2 separate regions of the Columba livia genome follow, and region 1 is linked to region 2. The links are chromatin contacts, called in public Hi-C maps. All regions are on one chromosome and are shown on one strand. The core of a region is the stretch at or near the end of the contact, and the rest is flanking DNA. Distances in the headings are between cores, read along the strand shown. Region 1 overlaps ST6GALNAC1 (ST6 N-acetylgalactosaminide alpha-2,6-sialyltransferase 1). Region 2 overlaps ST6GALNAC2 (ST6 N-acetylgalactosaminide alpha-2,6-sialyltransferase 2).

The links. Hi-C and Micro-C count contacts between places; a contact is called where the count stands out from the background.
Region 1: a Hi-C map of crop shows a contact between it and region 2, with 2.6 times the contacts expected there. The contact joins two enhancer-like sites. A contact is called at or near these places in 2 of 2 Hi-C or Micro-C datasets (crop and liver).

Annotation. Positions count from the first base shown.
Region 1 is chr18:6,293,765-6,296,464 of bColLiv1.pat.W.v2, reverse strand. The region is part of intron 1 of ST6GALNAC1 (ST6 N-acetylgalactosaminide alpha-2,6-sialyltransferase 1); the gene reads left to right. Among named protein-coding and RNA genes, the nearest start is that of ST6GALNAC1, 8.6 kb to the left of the region's middle. Within about 2 kb of position 1,269, at least 1 of the 3 cell types and tissues checked has an H3K27ac peak away from gene starts, as active enhancers do.
Region 2 is chr18:6,258,851-6,261,550 of bColLiv1.pat.W.v2, reverse strand. It overlaps ST6GALNAC2 (ST6 N-acetylgalactosaminide alpha-2,6-sialyltransferase 2), which reads left to right. Exons shown (of 11, transcript XM_065034664.1): 10 at 337-436; 11 at 663-1,915. The coding sequence ends at 830. Among named protein-coding and RNA genes, the nearest start is that of ST6GALNAC2, 8.8 kb to the left of the region's middle. Within about 2 kb of position 1,445, at least 1 of the 3 cell types and tissues checked has an H3K27ac peak away from gene starts, as active enhancers do.

The DNA.
Region 1 (2,700 bases), core at 20-2,519, 35 kb before region 2:
GGGGTGGAGCAGAGGTGGTGCCCTGGACGGAGGTCAGTGGAGTATGACGCAGTGGCGGACGTTACTTATGGAGAGGGAGGGAACCCTCGGGTGTTGAAAGGTAGACAACCCCCAACCACCATCTGCTTGGAGTCACAGGGTTGGTTTAGATGTCACTGAAGCTTGGAGCTGCATGAGATGAGCTTTTAAGATGTCTCTTCCAGCCTTTGCTGCTGTGGCTCTGCAGTGTAACTAATTCTAGATGAATGGATGGTGTCAGTGAGTGCAAAACGCCACTACAGAGGAGAGCGGTGAGGACAGGCTAGAGGAGATGAACACAAGGGCTGGACACCACCTGAATTTGACGTCATCCTGCTAACAACACAGCTTAGACTGTTCCTGTTGTGGGCCTGAGTGGGGGTGGGCTAGATGACCTTTATTAAAGGTCCTTTCCAACCCAAACTGTTCTGTGATTCTCATTTGATAACTAAAAATGGGCACACAAGGCTGGAGATGCAAGCGGCAGAGCTAGGAGCAGACACAGTGTATGTCCTGCCTGACATTTCCATACCACACTTTCTGCTAGAGTGACACCCATCATTAGGAGTAGAGAGATAAATAATGTCATTGCACAGTGTTATTAGAAACAGACTGGCTGATCCTCTCAGGCCCAGCTGAGACTTGCAACAAGAGTTTCTTTCTTGGAGATCTAAGGCCTGTGAGACAAACCCCAATTGAACAGATGCTGAGCAGCTCCCGGGGAACAAGGAGAGAACAGCATGCTTTTCCTTAGTGTGAGGAAATCACATTTCCATCACAACAGCACAATGTGCTGCTCTGCTACTCAGCAATTACTTGCCTGGGGTTTTCCCAGTATGAGGTTGATAGGTGTTGGGCAACTGGGCTGAAAAGAATCACCTTCTCTCCAGGGTTGGCAAAAGCCTCTGTCAGATTAACAGGAGGAGGGTGGATATAAGTAGCACAGGGCCCCCTTGGTATCTAAAAAAAGCAGAAGATTGGTTAAATAGAAGACAATAGACAAAAGAGAGAGAAGGGAAGGGCAGCATGTGATTTCCAGCAGTAAATCCATCTCGCCTCTCACAGAACCCTGTGACTGTGCTACTCCTGCAGCTAAAACTGTGACTGCCTTTCTCCAATGCATCTGTCAGTCCAGAGCAGAGAGGACAGCACTGTGAGGCCACATTTTTCCAAGCGTAAATCAGGGACATGATGATTTATACCACTCAAGAAGCGGGCTTAAATCTTGCATTCCTGTAGCACTTTTCACCCCAAAGGATGCCAAATGGCACATTTGTCCTACCACATGTCAAGAGGGATGATTTCTGGTGTTAAATCAGTGGGAAGAGTATGGGAAAGACCTTCAGCAAGAAATATATCACTTCTAGCTCTAAAATTAGTAGACAGTTACAGATGTGATTCTGTAATTTGTACCTGTGCAAGGTCTGATTTTAGCAGCCAGATGTCAAGTGCTGAGATGATATGTCTGCATTTGTTGCCAGGGCTGTGAGGAGGGATTTGGTCTTTGTGATTCTTGTATTTCTCAGGAGCAGCGGAGGATCCTGCAATGCTCCTGGTCCCGGCAGCTGTCAGGGACAGGAGCTGGAGAGGCTGCTGTTCTGATTTGGGGGCAGCTAGCCATGAGTTCAATAAATTACCTCCTCACCTGTCTGCAGTACCGCCCTGTTCCTTAGGGGAACAGCTCTCTGAAAGATTCCTAGTCAAGGAATAGAGTATTTTCTTCCTTTCCATCAAACAGATTTTAAAGGGGAAAAAAACCAAACCCTACAACCCAAATCAGCCCTGAAGTGGTGTCAGTTTTGTGTCTCTGTCAGGTGATATGCAAGGCTTCCTGCTGGGATGGCACAGACAAAAGACTGTGGAGGGAGGCATCTGGATAAAGTAGCCCTGGTTCTTTCCAGCCTGTGTAACAGAATCACACAGAATCACAGAATCGACTGGGTTGGAAAAGACCTCAGAGATCATCGAGTCCAACCCTTGGTCCAACTCTAGTCCGTTTACTAGATCATGGCACTAAGTGCCATGTCCAATCTCAGTTTAAAAACCTCTAGGGACGGCGAGTCCACTACCTCCCTGGGCAGCCATTCCAATGCCTGACCACTCTCTCTGTAAAGAATTTCTTTCTAATATCCAGCCTAAATTTCCCCTGGCAGAGTTGAAGCCCATGCCCCCTTGTCCTATTGCTGACTGCCTGGGAGAAGAGACCAATCCCCACCTGGCTAGAACTGCCCTTCAGGTAGTTCTAGAGAGTGCTGAGCTCACCTCTGAGCCTCCTCTTCTCCAGACTAAACAAGCCCAGCTCCCTCAGCCTCTCCTCATAGGTCTTATGTTCAAGTCCCTTCCCCAGTCTTGTTGCTCTTCTCTGGACCCGCTCCAGCACTTCAATCTCTTTCCTGAACTGAGGGGCCCAGAACTGAACACAATACTGCAGGTGTGGCCTCCCCAATGCAGAGCACAGGGGAAGGATCACTGCCCTTGTCCTGCTGACCACGCTGTTTTTGATACAGGACAGGATATCACTGGCCTTCTTGGCCACCTGGGCACACTGTTGGCTCATGTTGAACTTCCTGTGAATTAGTACCCCCAGGTCCCTTTCTGTCTGACTGCTCTCCAGCCACTCTGTGCCCAACCTGTAGTGCTGCAGGGGCTTGTTGTGACCAAAGTGCAGCACCCGGCATTTGG
Region 2 (2,700 bases), core at 196-2,695:
CTCAAGTTGCACGAGGGAAGGTTTAGATTGGATCTGGGGAACAATTTATTCCCAAAAGGGGTTGTTGGGCATTGGAACAGGCTGCCCAGGGCAGTGGTGGTGTCACCATCCCTGGAAGGGTTGAACAGACATGGAGATGAGATTCTCAGGGACATAGGTTAGTGCCAGTGTTGGGTTAACAGTTGGACTCAATTATCTTGAGGGTCTTTTCCAACCCAAATGGTTCTTTGATTCCCATTCCCTGCAGCACAGCTCACATCCCCTCTGGCAGGGAGACTCCCACAGCCGTGGTGCTGTGCCAGCCATGACCCCTCTGTCCTGGCGTGTCCCCCACAGGTTCCTGCGCTCAGAGCTGCTGAACACACAGTACAGGTCACTCTACATGCCCAGCACTGGCGCCCTCATGCTCCTCACTGCGCTCCACACCTGCGACCAGGTAAGAAGACACAGGGCCCCCTCCCCGTGGGGGACAAGGGGATCCCCCTTTGACTGCTGGGAGCTTGTGACTACCTGCTGTAAGGCTCCTGGTGGGGACCAGTGCGTCCTGGTGGCCGTCCCACATCTGCCACCACCTGTCCGCAGCGGGGTAGTGGTGCATGGAGCACCTTAGGCTGAGCCTTAACCCCATCCTTTGTCTTTCTGTCCCACCTCCCTCCCCACAGGTCAGTGCCTACGGGTTCATCACCACCAACTACAAGCAGTTCTCAGACCATTACTATGAGGCAGAGAAGAAACCGCTGGTGTTCTACGCCAACCATGACATGATGCTGGAGGCAGCGCTGTGGAGAAGCCTGCACCAAGCAGGGATCATCACCCTCTACCAGCGGTGAGGCTGGGTGGTGGCCCACGGGACAAGTCCAAGGACTCCCGTGGCTTTTGTCTTTCCTGAAGGCCACCTCCTCCCTCCCAAGGGCTCTCCCCAGCTCTCTGGCCAGCCCAAGGTGCAGACCAGTCGCACTGTAGCTAGTGGTGGTGGTGAGTGGCGAGCTGAAGCTGATGCAGGGAAATGCTGCATTTCCTTGAGGAGCTCTGGCAACTTGTTTCACAGTTCAACGTGATTGAATGTCGCCTTTGGGGTACACTGTGGCTGTGACCTCCTAGTCCCACGGACATGGCTGGGAAGTGCAGGGTGATGCTGCAAGGGATGCTGGAGATGGTGTGGCTGGAGGATGTCCTTCACCTCACTGTCGCACTCCAGCTCAGATGCTCGTCACTGTGGTGGGACCACGACAGGCAGGATGGATCCTTGGACTGGCGGGAATGGAGACAAGATCATCCAGCTAATGGGAGGTGGTGTGGTTGGAGAACACCTCCCTCCCGGATTGCAGAAATCTTTTACTCCAGCCAGCTCTGTGGTGACACGTGCCACTCTCCAGAAGGATCTTTTTGCCTCTGTGATCAGTGGGAATGACAGTAGCTCGGCTGTGCTTTCCTGTGACAGACGCACAGCACACCCTGTTGTTGTTCCCTTCTCTAGGTCATGGTTCTTTCAAACAGGGGTCTTAAAAGCCATCAGCCAAGAGCAGGGTGACAGCAGGGGACACCAGGAGCGCGGCTGGCCGTGGAGCAGCCCGGAGCTGGTCTCAGGCCAAGTGTGGGTAGTTGTGGGTTTGTCAGGTTTTTCTTGCTCAGGGAACCACATGGTGTGCTGTAAGTGCTCTGAGAACAGTCCCACGCCAGGCAGGTTAGGGAACCTACAAGTTCGTTGGGCGAGTCTAAGTGATGGTCGCTATTTTTTTTTCTTCCCCCCTAAAAATAACCTGAAGGAGGTGCTGAAGGTCTGGAACCCTTCAGTCATCCCACACTGAGGAAGACCCGTGGGGAGGCTGCTCCAGCAGCCAGAGGGTTGGTTGGGCACGGCAGTGTAATCGGAGACACTTTCCCACTTTGTGTAATTACATACATGTTGAATGATTGTTTTCTTCTATGCCTGTGTGTTTTGGCAAACAGGGTGGGGATAAGAACCCCCTTACCTCCTGCAGCAGAAGAGCTGCCTCACGTACCAGTGATCCTTGAACTGGGGACCAGCCCCAGTTGGGGGTTAAATGGGGGAGATCCTGGTGTCCAGCGCTGTCCCACAGCCTTTTTCCTCTGGAGATGGGAGCCAGGGAGCCTCCAAACCCCCTTGAGCTCCCTGCAGGCTTCTCTCAGGCAGCTCCAATGAGTATTACTGAAGATCTGTCTATAAACCCATTTCTGATGTAATCTCTAGCTTGGAGCCCATCTTGTGTCCCCAGGTCTCAAACTAACCTTTTACTGTATCAGAGCGACCTGACAATGGACCCAAGGCAGCCTGTTTGGCCTGTTTTTTTATTCACCAGTGCTCAGCAGAACCTCTTTCATAGAACAAGGCTGATCCTCGCCATGACCTGATGAAAAATCACCAAGTCTCAGCACAGCCCACGCAGGTGACCTTGAACATGGCAATTGGCAGCACTCTGATGCATAGGGCACATAAAACAGGTTTTCCAAAGGAGCGCGTTCCCAGCACAGCATCCTGCCAGGAATCCCATCCAGCTTATGGGCAGAGCTGTTTGCACACATCAGGAACTGCCGCACACGCCCTCCTTTCTCATTGCAAAAAGGGAGGTTTTCTGGCCAAGGGTGTAGCCAAGCCCAGGAATTAAACACGCTCCAGTCTAAGGGCTTTGCCAGACAATGAACCTGATGGCTGCATCTTGCTGCTTCTCCTTGAGCTTC